Regions from separate parts of the Gossypium hirsutum genome. Here region 1 is linked to region 2. Evidence: chromatin contacts called from public Hi-C data. All regions are on one chromosome and are shown on one strand. The core of a region is the stretch at or near the end of the contact, and the rest is flanking DNA. Distances in the headings are between cores, read along the strand shown.

Evidence for each region. Hi-C and Micro-C count contacts between places; a contact is called where the count stands out from the background.
Region 1: a Hi-C map of leaf shows a contact between it and region 2, with 1.8 times the contacts expected there. The contact joins the promoter of LOC107886636 here to the promoter of LOC107886640 in region 2. A contact is called at or near these places in 4 of 34 Hi-C or Micro-C datasets (callus, leaf and seedling).

The regions. Positions count from the first base shown.
Region 1 is chrA03:102,421,342-102,424,583 of Gossypium_hirsutum_v2.1, reverse strand. It overlaps LOC107886636, which reads left to right and starts at 1,495. Exons shown (of 4, transcript XM_016810666.2): 1 at 1,495-1,825; 2 at 2,283-2,515; 3 at 2,616-2,679; 4 at 3,103-3,242. The coding sequence starts at 2,337.
Region 2 is chrA03:102,186,396-102,189,433 of Gossypium_hirsutum_v2.1, reverse strand. LOC107886640 reads right to left here and starts at 1,359. Exons shown (of 4, transcript XR_005917801.1): 1 at 738-1,359; 2 at 1-460.

The DNA.
Region 1 (3,242 bases), core at 246-2,745, 240 kb before region 2:
ATGTAGGCACAAAGTCTAATAGGTGAATTTGATCATTTAGGTGATTTTTGGATATGAATTTGGTATGAATTTGAATGGCTATTTGGGATGCTTAAGAGCATTTTGGTTGTTGGTATTGGTAGTATATGATTTTGGGCTGAAATTGGTTGGTTATAAGTGCCTATTTATGCATTGGTTGTTTGTGCATTGTTGAATCTAGGCTGACAACATTTTGGGTGAGAAATATGGCTTAAAACATAGCCTATTTTTGTCCACGCGAGCAAAGACATAAGTACACAAGCTAGTCACACGGGCATATGGTTGGCCGTGTAACCCAAGTTAGTGAGTTACACGAGGTAAGACACAGGTTGGGACACAGCCATATGATCCTATTTCGAATGTCCACGTGGCCTATGACACGGACGCCACACGGGCAGTATCCCCTGTATTTTGAAAATTTTCTATATTTTTCCAAAATTTCCCTAAGTTATTGGTTTAGTCCCTAGCTACTTGTAATGTTTATTTTAGGCCACGAGGGCTCATATTAGGGACAACATGATTGATTATGAATGACTTTTATTTGGTTATGAAAAATGTATGTGAAATGAAATGTATGTTTGTTTAAGTAAGAAGTTTGATAATGCTCCGTAACCCTATTCCGGCGATGGATACGGGTTAGGGATGTTACATCTTATCTAAAATGGAAACACATAGGATTTCAGTAATAATCAAATGGCGATTATTCTTGTTGTCGAGGATTCGAGACATTGTGCCCTAACTTACAGGGTGTGATCTTTTCTTCTCGATTAACTTAAAATAAAACCTTTTTTTCCACAAAATTTAATTTAGTTAACGATATTTTAATCAAATAACATCATGCAAAGAGGGATCGTATTATAAATTCTCTTTGAATTTTTAATTTTTGACATCAAGACATTAAGTAATCAACTAAGTACCAATTTTGGGCGTTATGAGGGTGCTAACCCTTCCTCATACATAACCGACTCCCAAACCCATTTCTTAGATTTTTTAGACCGAAAATTATTGTTTTAATAAATCTAATATTTTATGACCAAGTTTTAAAGTGATCCAATCACACCTAAATAAAAAGATTTGGTGGCGACTCCATTTTCATTTTAAAATAAAAAGTCGATATCCAAAAAAAGGTTTCGAAAAATAAAATACGATATTATTTAAAAAATAATATTTTTAAATAAAAATATAAATTAATATTGAATTAAAAACTTGAGAGAGTTTCAGAGAAAGATGTAAATGAAAAAAATAAAATTTAGGAGTATTTATAAGTTAAAAAAATTACCATTAAGATTTTAAATTCTTTTATCATTTAGTGTGGCAATAGTAAAAAAGTCGTTATATTTTACCGTTAAGAAAAAACGCGTCTAATTACACAAACTTTCTTGCCATCTTAGCCGAACACGCTTTCACTTTCTCTTCCCAATTGTTTTACCAAGTTATAACCCATATAATCTAATAAATATATTTTTATATTCTCTCTCTTTCTTTTCATAGCTGTGATGTTGCCAATGAAAAAAGATAAAAGCTGTGATGTTGCCCAATTGCAATACGACTTTTCTTTTTATTATATTTCTTCAATTTTTGGTGATTCTCTTGTCTCTTCCCCACACCTTCCCCCTTCTCTCTCTCTCCAATAAATCACACGGGTCCTCTCCTTTACCATCCTCCTTTCTTCTGTCGCCTATTTTCTCGACTCCGTTTCTTTTTTCTTTTTTTCTTTCATTTTCATATTTTTTTTCTATGGTGCTCGGTTTATATTTACCTCCTACTCCAAGAGTTTCTCAAATTACCTGTACAGTTTAAAGTTAAGGTATTACTCTCCTCTCTTTCTTTCTTTCTATCTTTCATGCTTGCTTTCTTTCTATCAGCTCTTCTCTTCGCCTCAGATTTTGTTTTCTTTAGAAGCGACGGCTCTTTTTTTTTTAATTTCACCATTTTTCAGCTCTTCAAACAACGCCTTTGTTAAGATTTCCTTTATTTCTTCCTCGATCTGAACCATATAAGTAGCTAAATCTAATTTTAGAAAATTAGAGCTTTTTTTTTCTTTTTTACATAACTGGTCTAAGCTTGGTAGATCTGTAAGGAAATCAAATACGCACTTTTTTTTAAAAAAAAATCGCCTTTTATTTAAACCAGATCTATTTAATTTTTGTTTGAGTAGATCTGTTGCTTTAGAACTTTTCTAAAATAGTTGTGGAATTTCAATACAGTAATTTTTGTTTTATACTTCAAGACTGTTTAATTAAGCATCTCTTTATGTTAAATAGGGGAATTAATTGTTAATATTAGGAAAGAAAAAGAAAAGCGCCAGAGGAACAAAGATGCAGTGTGGGATCCAACAAAGCGAAATTGGAAGCTGCTCTGACGAGATGCGGAGCTCCGTTTCGGTTACGGTTACGGATCGGAAAGATACCATGGTCTGCCCGAAACCACGTCGTTTGGGTCTTTTAAACACCCCCTTCAACGACCACCCTGTTAGATCCCTGAGATGGCAACTCAGGTAATTTTCTATTCTTTCTATGCCCTTCAATTATCTCTCCCTTATATTTGTTTTTTAATAAATAGATCTAAGAAATAGTAGTTTGTTCTACGTTTTTCAGCCATCAAGTGGAGCTTTGTGATTCAAAAGAGGAGAGTGATGCTTTGGATTTTATTCTTACAAAGGTATACTTCGTTCTCATAATTTATTTATTTTTTTAAAAAGAATTAAAACATATTTACAAGTTGCTATTTCTAAATGGTTTTGTTTTAAGGCACAATAAATTATTCTATAAATTATAAAATAAGAAAACCTATTTTTGGTCCCATAAACAATGCGACATTTCCGTGCGGTTCATTTAAAAATTTAACCCTTGTTTCGTGTACGAGAAAAACTATTGTGGAATTGAGTATATAGAAAAGTAGAATTTGGGTTCATTAAGTTCCTTGTTTTAGTATGTTGTTTCATATTTAAAAAAAGGATTATTATTTTATTCATGGTGGAATTTTAATATTTTGTGAAATTAAAAACTTAAAATTTAAAACATGTCTCTCGTTTTTTAAGTTAAAAAAGTATATGATATGATTATTTGTTTTGAAACTGAACAGGGTGGATGTGGAGTGGAACAAAGTTGTACACAAGTAGCGTTGTCGCCCCCATTTTTTTGTGGGTCGCCGCCGAGCAGAGTATCTAACCCGTTAATACAGGATGCTCGATTTGGGGAGCAGAAGAATATGAGCCCATTGTC
Region 2 (3,038 bases), core at 110-2,609:
GTCCGTTCGGCCTCAGATAAGAAAGAATACTCAGAAGGTAACTGTAGTTAACCCATTTTGCCCGGGCCGATTTTATTTACAGAAAATAAATAAATTAAAATAAAAACCAATAAAAGTCCACAGATTATAGGTCCAAAGTTTATTTATAGTTAGCCCAAATATTAAAACACAAATCTAATCTCTGTACAAAACTTTGGGCCTAAATTAAATCCAAATCCATTTGCAAAATTTTGGGCCCCAAAGTTGAGACCAAAAATAACCCGGAAAAGGCCCAATCTAAGACTAATTGATCAATGCCGCAGCAGTAGCCCTTCTTCTTGGCCATTCGAGGTAAACCGATAGAGCCCAGGCCAGAAGTTTCTGGAATACACGAGAGTAGCAGCAGAACGGGGCTCCTATGAGTGGTTCCCACGCACTTCCTCCACGGCCTTTTCCCTGTACAGCTTTGCATCCGTAGAACCTGCAAAGGAATATACGAGAAGAAAAGTGGGCTAAAGAATACAGCAAAATGATAGCGAGAAAATATAATTTTATTTTTCTTTGTAAATTCAGGCTATAAAAAGCTGCACTTGTACTCCTTGATTTTTTACGCGCACTACGCAAATCTAATTCCAAGAATCAAAGAATCAGAAGGTGATTTAAAATTTTTTATATTCCGTCTTCATTTTTTTTTCCTTTTGTACATATATCTTGTTTCTTTGTAGTTTTTTTTTTAAAAAAAAGAACGAGAAAGTTACCTTCACGAATGCATCAGTTAGATCCCTTGTCTTCTCCGTCGAAATCGGGGCTAGAAATGTGGATATGCAAGTGAGAATGGTCTTTGAGTGTTGATTCTGATGGAAATAAAGGCTACTTCCATACCCCTCACCAATTTTAATGGTGAACGAGTGATGAAATGGCCTTAGAAATTGAAGGCTGCTGAGTCGAAACCCTAAACAATTGGGTGTTTGGCTTGCGTTTGGAAGGAATGGCTAATTGCCATTCAATTTCCTTTTAATTTTGGGCAAACAATGAAACGGCACCGCTTTAGGAAGGAGTAACCCGCGTGTCAACCCATCCAAAGACTCGGATCAGCGCTTTTGCGCTTAAAATGGGTTATTTATTCAGCAGGTCCTTCCCCTTTTGTGCCGTGTTCCAATTAGTCCCTGTTTGCATCTCACCTGTTTTTTTTTAATTTTCTCCTAAAACTTGCGCCTTTTTGCAATCGGGTCTGCGCTGCAGCACTACATCTTGGGGCCTGGACTATTCTCAATTCTAGTCCCTATACGTTCGCGCGCATTATACGTTAATCCTATTTGTGATTATTTTATTTGTAAATTGACCCTTTCGTTTTAATTTTGTTTTAATTAAGCTTTTTATTTTTTTAGTCGCTGCATATTGCTCTCTATTACATGCTGATTATATGTTTGGATATTTAATCTGATTTCGGTTCTGTTATTCTATCATTTTGATAATTTGTATATTATTCGCAATAAAGTTCATTTTGGTTTATGTACGCTATTAATTTTATGTTATTTTGGTAATTTCTTTTGAATTTATTTACATATTTTAATGTTTATATTTCTTAAAATTTATTTATTTTATGTGTCATTTAAGTTATCATTAAGCATATATTTAATATTTATATTTAACCTACATACATTATATAAGCCATGTTATTTTTATACATATAACTTTTTAGTAAATTTGTATCAAATTGTTTTTTTAGTTTTTTTCAATGTATAGTTTATGATAAAATTAAGTTAATTTTATAATTCATATTTTTATTCTATGTTATTTTAATATCCAATTATTTCTAAAATTTCTTCACATGTATATAACCCATATTAAATTATTTTACTATAGTCTATGTTATTGATTTCATATTAATATTTCTTTTATATATATATTTTCTTTAAAATTATTCATACGTATAATGTGTTTCTTTTAAGAACTATATTTTAAGCCATACCATTTATTTATTGTATACACTCTCATATTTTATTATCCTTATATATGTATTATTTATATGTGCCATCAATCCAAACCAATTTGTTACATATAAAATTATGTTATATATTATTTGTTTTAAAATTCCCTTTATAAATATAGTTTTATAAATATACATCACTAAATTTATGTATTTTGTAAATATAATTTTTTTTTATCTTTTTGTGTATATGATTATATTTTCTAAAATTTGTTACATGTATAATTTATATATTTACTTAATTTTTTTTTCATGCTATTTTTTTTAAATAATTATTTTCAAATTTATATATATATACATGTTTTATGAATTTGTTATGTACATTATATCCTATCATGTGTTTTATTTTCTTTTATATTTTATATGTTATTTAAGCAACCATGCATATTGTCAATTTTTAAAATTTGTGTTTGAAATATTTTGCATATTATTTGATTCAAATGTTTTATTCTACAATATTTATTTCAAATAATTATATATCCCTAGCTTTCATACCAACTTGTCAACTTATGTTATGTGTTAATTAATTCATCATTATTTTGAAAATGTCTTATACTATATATTGATTTCTAATTCCATTTTATTTTGTACGTATTTGGTGGGTCGTTTTATAGTGTGCTATGTTAATTATTGTTGTATATTATTTTTGTATTGATTGTTCATCATCCATGATTAAGAATTTGGTCACATTTTACTTAGAATAGTTATACATAATTGTTGGATTTGTTAATTGTGACTTGTTGTATCCTATTATTTCATGTTCATAAATCCTTTCCCATGCAAACGTTTTGATACAATGCATTAAGTATCCCATCTTTTTTTTAAATAAATAAACGTGTTTTGAGCGAATTTCCAATTTTCTTTATTGTTCAAAAATTCTGAAATAAGGCAATATCCAATATTTGGGAATTCAGAAAATCGTGCTCAATTTTGCTGGGTATGATTTTTTCAGTGAACTAAATATTTGGATAACCTTTTATAATTTTAGTGTACGAGTTTTTAAAAGTCAAATATCAATCATATTTTTAAAGGTATAAAGGATCGTATCCAATCGTACTGGGTATGAAAC